Linked DNA regions of Mus musculus: regions 1 and 3 are each linked to region 2. A link is a contact called in public ChIA-PET and HiChIP or PLAC-seq data. All regions are on one chromosome and are shown on one strand. Each heading gives the region's core, a stretch centred on a gene start, on an enhancer-like site or on the middle of the called end of the contact. The rest is flanking DNA. Distances are from core to core; before and after follow the strand shown. Region 1 holds the start of Nlrc3 (NLR family, CARD domain containing 3). Region 2 holds the start of Crebbp (CREB binding protein). Region 3 holds the start of Adcy9 (adenylate cyclase 9).

Region 1 (3,042 bases), core at 231-2,730, 240 kb after region 2:
ATCATACATATCACCAGATGTGGTCTGGGTGGACAGGGAGGTCTGGGTAATATGAACAGACCTCTAGCCTGTTCACTTCTGTGGTCCAGCCCTTGCCATGGGCTAGGCTTGTCTGTGTTGAACCACAGCCTAGCTTGGATAAACAACTACTAGCTCAGGTAAGGAAACCATAGGAAAAGGCCCCTGACTGCAGGCTGGAAGCCTTACACTCCCCAAGTTAAGAAGAACTGAGCCTACTAACTGCCTTGCTGTTTGCTCTCAGGTAACAAAGTCTCAGAGTGAAGAAGACCCTGGAGAAATGTGTATATTTGGGCATGTGTGTATGCATGTGCGTGCACACACACACACATCAGAATAGCCCATGTATGGGGCTGGTGGCCATTACTGGGAGGAGAGGAAGGAGCTAGCACTAGGATGTTCCCCAAGATCCTCAGGAAGAAGGCTGTTTCCTCTCCTGCTAGATCTCTGGAGGAGGCAGGCTGAGCCTCTTGGGCCTCGTGTGACTGGCCCACAAAGCACCTTTGCTGCACCCCTTGGCCAGGACTATAGCTCTCTGCTTCCCCTGCTTAGAGCCTCCTCAGGCTTCCCATGGTCTGCCACGGTGTCCACAAGTTCCCAGCCTGCTCCTCTGTGCTCAGTAGGGAAAGAGATGGGTGGCAGACGTTCCAAAACAGCATTTCTAACCTAGCACCAAAGTCCTACCTCTCCATGGGAAACAAAGGTCTGCCACATGCCTCCTGCACCCCTGCATGCAGGCTGCTCTCAACATCGGAACTCAACAGATGCCTGAGAACTCTGTGTGCTTGCTGAAGAGCCCAAGGCCCCTTGGTCACTTGGCTACCACGTCTCCTAAGTCAGTCAGAGCTGTCACAGTAAATGGCTTCCTTCCCCCCTCCCTACTCCCCCATCAGTAGAAGACATTCTAAATGGTCCATTTATTGCAAGCTTTTTTTTTTCTCTTTTGATCGCTCTCAGCCACGTCCTTGTCCTTATCCTTTCTTCTGCATCTGAGCAGGACACCTACCTTCCTGCTGTGAATAGCTGTGTGCTGCATTCCAGGGTCCACTGACTCACAGGGATAGGGCTAGGTCAGAAGCACCTCTAGGGTGAAAGACGTGCTTTAATAAGAGGAAGGTCACTGGGTATCAAAGCCTGGAGGCATGCAGGCATTCCGGCCCCACTGACTATCTCTCAGCAGTGTGACCTAAACCCAGGTGCTGACCTCCTCCCTGCCCCCTGCTTCCCCACCCCCCACCTTCTGACAGTCTGTTGGAGGATGGAGAATGAATGTCAACAATTTTGGCACTGTACCCATCCCGAGCACATGCTGTGAGGATGCTCAGTCCCAGAATGGAGATCCAACATAACTTCCCTACTCTGGGGGATGTGACAGAACCAAAGAGGTGAGCCTGGGGCCAAGCAGCTCACTGATTTGTCAGCGAGGCTGTTAGCTTTTAAAACTAGACAGGAAGGAAGGTTGAGGTGGAGGACAGGAAGAGCTGAGGGGCTGCAGTGACAGTGGGTGGGCTCCTGGGGACTACAGGATGTGGTAGGTCTGTCACTCCCAGCCCTGGCGTGATCAGTGTGATAAACTCCCCTGATCTCTTCAGAGAAGGTTTCCTCAGCTCTGGACAGACCAAGGTCTCAGCCTCAGCTGACCTGCCACTGACTACCCAAGGCATTCAGCCATAAACATGGCCTCCCGCTCACTGGAGCAGAGCTGTGCCCAGGAGCATGCAGGCGGAGCCCTTTAGCACCCTGGAGCAGCCACCATGGCAGGAAGGTAAGTAGCACCCAGAGCACATCGGTGCAAGGGAGGACTCAGGAAAAGCTGCTAGGGAGGGTAGAGGCTCTGAAGGCCTGAGGGCACGAGGAGGCTACGGAGTGCTGAGCCCTGGGTGTTGGAGCTGCTGGGTCTGGATGCGTCAGTGTCTGGTAGACTCACTTGTGCCCAGGGTGATGATCCACAAGTTCTAGGGGAGAAGACCCAGCTCTGTGTTCTTGGTGATGGCATGGGCGGAGCAGGATGCATTGCAGGTTGCAAGTAAGCAGCACCACGATTGGAACCCGGTTCCTCCAAGGCTGTGATCCCAAGCAGGTGACCCTCTTCTTGTGTTCATTTGCCACCTGTAAGTGGAGTCACAACTCCAGCACCTACCCCAAAGGTCAAGGGGCGTGCTACATACAACTCCCAGCTTTCCCATAATACCCCTCCCCCAGGGCCACTCCTAGCCACACCCTGGCGTTAGTTAAAACTTGTCATTCTGAGACTGCTAACCAAGGGAGGCCTCTGTAAGAGGTGTGGCTGCAAAGCCTAGTGAATGTTAAACACAGGGAGTGTTAGCTATGGTGTCCACCCATGGACAGGCTTCTAGGCCCTGGGGCTCCTCCCGGCTCCCCTCCTTATCACAGGCTCACTTTGGCCATCCCGCAACGGTTGTATCTACTTTGCTGCTGGGAGGGCTAGATCTACCTGCTTGCTGGTACTCCAGGTCAATGCTGTGGTGTATCCTTAGGGCAGAAGTTACTTCTTTCAGGATGCTGATCTCAGAAACCAGATAGTTGCTATGGTTGCTAAGTCAGGCCTGGGGAGGGAGATGAGGGTAAAGAGTAGGTCATACAAAAAAACCCAAGGTACTATGTGTGTGGCCAGAGATATGAACAGTGCCGCCTCCCCCTGCCCCCCCCTTCCCCGTCCCCACCCTAGCTAAGCTAGGTGGGGCAAGGCCGGCATTTGGAAGGGACTCACCTGGCTCAGGCCGGGTCTGTGGCCCTGGCAGAGAAGCATGGCACAGAATAGGCTCCACCAGACATAATGCTTTGCCAGAGTCAAGAAGCACTGATCTAAGTCCTTTGAAAACATGGTTGCCTCATCCTCTTGTTTACAACAACCTTATTGTTTAGCAGTAATAAGATTATCTGGTGGGCATCCAATTACAGAAGGCAATAGCTAGCCTTGTTCCATGCCCTGACAATATCCTACTAGAAAGCATCCTGACCTTTGCCATGGACAGGCTGACAGTGATCTACTTCAGTTGGTCC
Region 2 (3,244 bases), core at 649-3,148:
AAACTGAGGCGGGAAGGGGCAAAGCAACTTTCTCTAAGATCACCAAGGGAGATCCCCCCCCCAAAAGGTAGTTTTGTGGCTGTGTGCTGAACAACATGAAACACAAGAAAAGTTTATGTAAGAAGTTGCCTCAGTCAAAGGACAGCAGGCACCATGATGGACAACACAGCAGGTGGCTGCGGTGTAAGGTGGAGGAGCTCATTCTTCAGGTAAAGAATGTGGGGGAGACTAGCTGCATCGTGGGTGGATGGGGAGGGAAGGAGGGGTCTGACTCACAGGTTTCTCGCTTAGGAAATAGGGGTGCTGCTGATACCTGGAAGATAAGGACTTCCGAGTCAAGCTGGCAGGTTTTGAGAGAGTGTTAACAGAGATGGGAAAACTTTAGTTTTTGAGGAGGTGTGTGGCACACCCAAGTGAGAGGGTCTCCCTGTGATCCTACATTTTTCTGGGTACCTGCCAAAGCCAGGGTGGTTGTCCGAAGTAAGGAGTACCCTTAGGAGATCGAAGCCCTTGGTCTTGGTACCTGGGCCCATCTCAGATCCAGGAGGTAGAGCTGACAGCCTCTCCCTTCAGGTGACAGCGTTGGACATTGGACCTGGCCCTATCGTTTTTGGGCTTGGGAGTGGGCGCTCAAGAGCCTTGCGGTGCCCTTGCAAACTTGGGAAGCACAAGGAAGGGGTGGACTCTCGGCCTGTCATTTTCTCCCTCAGTGATCTTAGAGAAAGTTGCTTTGCCCCTTCCTGCCTCAGTTTCCCCATCTGCACACAGACCCGAGGACCCTCTGTAACCTGCAGGCGCCACTTCGCCATTACTAGCATAGGGCGCGGGGAAGAGGCGCAGGTTGCGGTGGCGTCTTCTTAGTCCGATGTCACCCTGGAGGCTCGCAAGCAAGGAGCTGCGAAGAGCCAGAGCTGCCGGGGCGGGGCGGGACCGGACGGGCTGGGCCCGGATCAGCGCTGACTCCGAGCCTGGCGGGGGGGGGGGTCTAGGCTCGAGCCCAGGGCGCCCTCCCCGCGCGTGCCGCGTTACTGACAGCGTCAGAACAAAAGTGGCCGTCTGCTCTGCGCACTTGGCGTCCCGCAGGCCGGGCCTAGCACCGCAGCCCGTCGCCTCACGCATCGCCGCCGTGCCTTCGACCCTTCCACCCGAGCGCGCTCGGCTCTTTCCGCCGCGGCCGGCGCAGGTGGAGGGGCGGGGCGGGGGCCGTGCGTGGTGACGCCGCGGGGGGGGTGACGTACAAGCGTGCCCCGCCCCCTCCCCCTCCCCGTTCAGGCTCTGGAAAGAGAAGAAAAAAAACTTTCTTTTTTTTTTTAATTGAGGAATCAACAGCCGCCATCTTGTCGCGGATCCGACCGGGGCTTCGAGCGCGATCTACTCGGCCCCGCCGGTCCCGGGCCCCACAACCGCCCGCGCACCCCGCTCCGCCTGGCCGGCCCGCTCCGCCCGGCCCTCGGCGCCCGCCCCGGCGGCCCCGCTCGCCTCTCGTCTCGGCCTCCCGGAGCCCGGCGGCGGCGGCGGCGGCGGCGGCGGCACGGGGTGGGGGGGCCGCGGCGCGGCGGCGGCCCCGCTCGGCGCATTGTTTTTCCTCACGGCGGCGGCGGGCCGCGGGCGGGCGGCGGAGCCCAAAGCCCCCCGGTCGTCCGGCCGCGGGCGAATTCATTAAGTGGGGCGCGCGGGGGGGGGGGGTGGCGGCGAGGCGGCGGCGGTACCACCATGTTCCCGGGCGCCGCCTGAGCCGCGGGGCCGGGCGCCGTCGCTGCCAGCCGGGCCCGCGGAGGCGGCCGGGCCGCTTGGGTGCCCGGGCCGCGGAGTGTCGCGCTCGGGAGGCGGGCAGGGGATGAGGGGGCCGCGGCCGGCGGCGGCGGCGGCCGGGGGCGGGCGGTGAGCGCTGCGGGGCGCTGTTGCTGAGGCTGAGATTTGGCCGCCGCCTCCCCCACCCGGCCTGCGCCCTCCGCGGCCCGGCCCGCGCTCCTGCGCTCGCTCCTCGCTGGCTCGCCTGCTCGCAGCCGCCGGCCCGACCCCCGTCCGGGCCGCGTCGCGCCGCCCGCGCTCAGGGCTGTTTCCGCGAGCAGGTGAAGATGGCCGAGAACTTGCTGGACGGACCGCCCAACCCCAAACGAGCCAAACTCAGCTCGCCCGGCTTCTCCGCGAATGACAACACAGGTGAGGCTGGGTCTAGGCTCGCTGTCAGAGTTCGGGGCAGGGAGGGGGTTGAGGGTCGCAGTGGCCAGAGACTCTGTCCCGGGCCTTGGGATGCGCTTCCCTGGTCGGGAGGAAAAGTGAAGCGGGGGCGCGGTCTAGTGTCCGCACGCGTGGCCGGCCGGGATGACAGCGGAGGGGACCTTGGAGGTTTGGAGTAAGAGAATGCGACCAGAGGCAATGAGGGCTTTCAGGATCGGACCCCCCACTCTAGGCGGTGCAGTCGCGGACACAGCTGCTGCCTTCTTAGTTGCGACGAGTTGCGACGGAGAAGTTTCTTGGAATGTGTTGCTTGGGAAAACGCTTAGTGGTTATTTAGAAAGTCTTGATTTTTTTTTTTTTTTGATCACCTAGTATTTTTTTTTCTCCAAAACCCCAAACCTCATGTGCGAGTTGTCATCAAAGTTGCTGTGGTGTCTTTCATTTACATACGTAACCTTAAAAAGAAGCTAGCAGGCTTTTAAAAGTCCATTTGGGCTCCAGTCTGCCTTTGAGGTTGGAATGGTTTTACACTGGAGATGAAAAATTAAAAAATTAAGGACTTTGAATCTTTCAGGGAAAGAGAAAAGCAAGATAATCTTAAATCTTTTCCCCAACTCACAAAATAGCTTCCGTGCAAACTTTCTTAGGTGATCGGATCGGGTACCCAAGACTTCCCTGTTCATTCAGTAATTCAGAGTACTTCTGGACAGCTCTGATAACCTTGCCAATTATTCGTATTTCCCCTTTTAAGCTCTCCTTCGAAATATAAACTCGTATGCTGCTGTGAACAATGCCGGCTCAGCGCAGCTAGCACTTTTCCAGTACGTACTTGTAGCGGCATCTGAAAATCAGTTTCTGATGAATGGGTCCAAATCAAATTACATTGCTGCCTGCAGATTGGCGCTAGATACAGATGTTCAAGTTGTGGAACTCTGTGACTTTATACAAGTGTATTTAAAAATATTTCTGCTTTTGAAACAAAACTTAGATTTCACGGCTTCAGTTTGAAGTGCTCCTGAAATCCAGTCATGAAAGGAGAATGTTAATGTAGAAATGAGAGGGG
Region 3 (3,334 bases), core at 784-3,283, 210 kb before region 2:
TAGCAATGAATTAAGAGAGAAAAATGGAAATGGTGAGACTTGTTTCTCAGAGCCTCTCACCAAGGTGGGTTGAGAGGAGACAGGCAGGGCCTGTGCTGGGTCACAGTGAGCTTCAAAGTCTGTCAGAGCTTCCAGAGTCTGAGGTCTGCTTTTAAAATATGAACTTATTATTGCCTTTTGTGGGACTTTGGGCATGTTACTTTCCAGTTCCTGTCTTCATGTCTCTAAGTGAGGGGCAATAATATCTTCCTCAGGGGGTTGTGGTCAACAGTAGGTCATGAGGAAAAGTGCTTGCTGGTCTCTGGCACTGGGATACTCGGGTCAGTACCAGCTGGCCACTGTTACTTGTTAGCTATTGGTGTGTGCTCCGCTTTTCCAAACCTCAGATACAGGAGGCACATAGTTCCTGCTCAATAAACATCTCTTTCTATCTTTAGCTTTATTCTGAAAAAAAGTTAGAGTTAGAAAAATGTTGTAAAAATACTAGGGAGTTCCCCTGCGACCTACACCCAGCTTCTCCTACTGTTAATGTCTTGGGTAACTGTGGGATTTAATGGGGATGCCATTAAATACACTGCATGTTTCACCAGCTGCCTTCCCACTGTTTTTTGTTTGTTTGTTTTTGTTTTTTTTCCTGTTCTACTTTGCCCTTTAATGACAATTTGCCCCTTACTTGTGACAATACCTTAGGCTCTGTGTTTGGTGACTCTGGCACTGTGAAGAGCACTTGGCAGTTTGGTTGTGGAGTATTTTTCAGATTAAGTTCCTTCCTCAGATGTTTTCTCATAATTAGATGGACATCTTGCACTTTGAGCTGGAATATATCAACAATGACACGTTTACTTTAAAAAGTTCCTGTTTATTGTGGTGCAATACATACTGCATAAAACTTACCATTTATGCAGTTGTACTTATCATTAAAGCAATCCAAAGACACTAGTACGTTCATGAAGTATACCTACTACAGAATCCACGGCGTTGTGTTCTCACTAGTTCCAGATGTTTTCATCACCCCAAAAGGAACCCCCAGGCTTGATAGTGTAGTCAATACCTAGTACTTCATACAACCGCAGGCATCCATCACCTGTATTTTCTCTATAGATTTGCTTGTTCTGGGCATTTCACATTAATACAATCATACAATATGTGGCCTCTTGTGTTTGGTTTCTTTTACCCAGTGTGTTTCAGAGGTTGTAGCAAGTGTACTTCATTTTTATAGTCGAATAATATTCGGTTGTATAGATAGTCTATATTTTACCTTCCTATTCCTGAATTCCACAGTGACTGTGGATGCCTGGGATGGGCCCCGAGAGCTGTGGGAAGGAAGGGTCAGTTAGTCCCCTGTGGTTGCAGAAAAACACTGTACGGTGTGGCAGCCAGGGTGCGACCAGAGAATATAGAATTGTGTTTATTCAGGCCAGAGTTTACACAGACCAATGTAGAACTTATTAATGGGAAGCTGATTTCTTTGAACGTTTTCCTTGTGGAGAGGGAAAAACAGTTGTTCATGTGAAGAATGAAAGATCTTCAAAGTCGGGAAGATAACTTCCCCAGGGGGTTGGCAAAGGTGGTCCTCAGTGGTGCTCGACTTTAGAAGCTATCAGAAGTGGCTTGGCTGGTGATGATCATTTCCATCCCCCAGCAAGTTCAGAGGGGCCTAGCACCACTGGGAACACTCCTACATTGCTGGCAGAATGGGAGGGAGGTCACAATCGAGCAAAGCCAGGGACTGAAAACTTCGATGTATCCAAAAGGTAAACTGCGCTTAGATGCTTCCTGTGCGGACTTGGGGGCCAGGCTGCGGGGCAAGTAGTCAAAGGCAGCCAAGGCCTCGGAAGAAGGCGGAGGCCTGGTGCCCACAGCAGGCGGCCCAGGCTCGGAGCAGCCCAGGGCGGAGGGCGGCGCCCAGAGCGCGTCCGCCCGGCCCCGCCCCGCTGCAGCCCCGAGCCGGGCGCGCGCTCCTAGGCGGGGTGGCGCGCTGCTGGTGCGCGTGTCCCGGACCCGGCGGTGACGTGCGCGGGCCGCGCGTGCGCGCTGCGGCAGAGGAGAGGGGCGGCGCGGGCGCGCGTCTGTCAGTGACAGCGGGAGGGGGAGGAGGAGGGGGCCGGAGATGGTGGTGGCGGCGGCTGCGGCTGCTACTCTTCCGACCTGAGGCAGCGGCTGCGGGAGAGCGGGCGGCGGGCGCAGCCGCAGCGGCATCTGTAGCTCAGGCAGGGCCCCTGGGGCGTGGGCGCGGCGTGCGGACGACCGGCGTGCTGGCCAGCCGGCGTCGCGGGAGTCAGGCTCTGCGGCAGCCCGCACGGCGGTCTGTGGAGGGGCCCGCGCAGTGCCCCGAGCTCGGCTCTGGGCCGGGGTGCGTTCGGCTGCGGGCAGCAGGCCCTGCTAGACCGGCCGCTCGGACGGGCGGCCCTCGGGCTCCTCAAGCTCGCGAGCAGGGGCGCGGGGCAGGGTAGCCCGCTGGTGCTTAGCCGCAAGGGGACGGAACGCGGCAGGAGCCGCAGGTTGGCCCGCGCGCTTTGACGCACCGGGCGCTGCTGCGGCAGGATGAAGCGCTGCTCGCCTCCCGAGTTGTTTTTGCGAAAGCTGCTCCCGGTGCCCCGAGCGCTCAAGGTCTGAACTTCCCTCTGGAGCTGCAGTTGGAGTTGCACGGGGAGAGGCCACCAGCGGGCGACGGCGCCCGAGGGGAGCGCAGCGCAGCGCTGCCGGGGACCCAAGACTCAGCGCGGCCGCGGCACGAGAACCCTGGGAGCACCAGGTACGGCCCGTGCGGTTCTCGCTCGCCTTGGCGCTTTTATGCGCCGTTATGGGCAGTTTTGGTGAACATATGGTGGTGCCTTCCCAAGTGGCTCGCCAGAGCTCGCACTCGCGACAAGCACAGGTCGCGTGGCCCTCCGGGAGTGTGTGTAGTCAGGCCGCTCTAATTCTGCTGGTTTTGCCTGCAGGTGCCCCTGACCTGGTCGGGAAAGGTTCCAAGAGCTCGGCAACATGGCTTCCTCACCCCACCAGCAGCTGCTGCATCACCATAGCACCGAGGTGAGCTGCGACTCAAGCGGAGACAGCAACAGCGTGAGGGTCAAGATCAACCCTAAGCAGCTGTCCTCCAACACCCACCCGAAGCACTGCAAGTACAGCATCTCCTCCAGCTGTAGCAGCTCGGGAGACTCAGGGGGCCTTCCCCGGAGGGTTGGCGGCGGGGGTCGCCTGCGCAGACAGAAGAAGCTGCCCCAGCTTTTTGAGAGGGCCTCCAGCCGGTGGTGGGACCCCAAATTCGACTCCATGAACCTGGAGGAGGCCTGCCTGGAGCGCTGCTTTCCGCAGACCCAGCGCCGCTTCC

The links. ChIA-PET counts read pairs in DNA pulled down with a chosen protein or histone mark. HiChIP or PLAC-seq counts read pairs in DNA pulled down with a chosen protein or histone mark.
Region 1: an RNA polymerase II ChIA-PET map of memory CD8 T cells shows a contact between it and region 2, with 23 read pairs. The contact joins the promoter of Nlrc3 here to the promoter of Crebbp in region 2. A contact is called at or near these places in 2 of 39 promoter capture datasets (second pharyngeal arch cranial neural crest and stem cell-derived epiblast-like cells), 2 of 484 Hi-C or Micro-C datasets (CD4 T cells and CD8 T cells) and 1 of 115 datasets of contacts at active chromatin or transcription factors (memory CD8 T cells).
Region 3: an HNF4G HiChIP or PLAC-seq map of pancreatic cancer cells shows a contact between it and region 2. The contact joins the promoter of Adcy9 here to the promoter of Crebbp in region 2. A contact is called at or near these places in 2 of 39 promoter capture datasets (cranial neural crest and embryonic stem cells), 5 of 484 Hi-C or Micro-C datasets (embryonic stem cells, forebrain, hematopoietic stem and progenitor cells and 1 more), 3 of 115 datasets of contacts at active chromatin or transcription factors (embryonic stem cells, extraembryonic endoderm stem cells and pancreatic cancer cells) and 1 of 9 other capture datasets (adipose tissue).

Annotation. Positions count from the first base shown.
Region 1 is chr16:3,975,070-3,978,111 of GRCm38.p6, reverse strand. It overlaps Nlrc3 (NLR family, CARD domain containing 3), which reads left to right and starts at 1,480. Exons shown (of 18, transcript NM_001081280.2): 1 at 1,480-1,783. The coding sequence starts at 1,735.
Region 2 is chr16:4,212,058-4,215,301 of GRCm38.p6, reverse strand. It overlaps Crebbp (CREB binding protein), which reads left to right and starts at 1,898. Exons shown (of 31, transcript NM_001025432.1): 1 at 1,898-2,163. The coding sequence starts at 2,079.
Region 3 is chr16:4,419,197-4,422,530 of GRCm38.p6, reverse strand. Adcy9 (adenylate cyclase 9) reads left to right here and starts at 2,033. Exons shown (of 11, transcript NM_009624.3): 1 at 2,033-2,755; 2 at 2,943-3,334. The coding sequence starts at 2,986.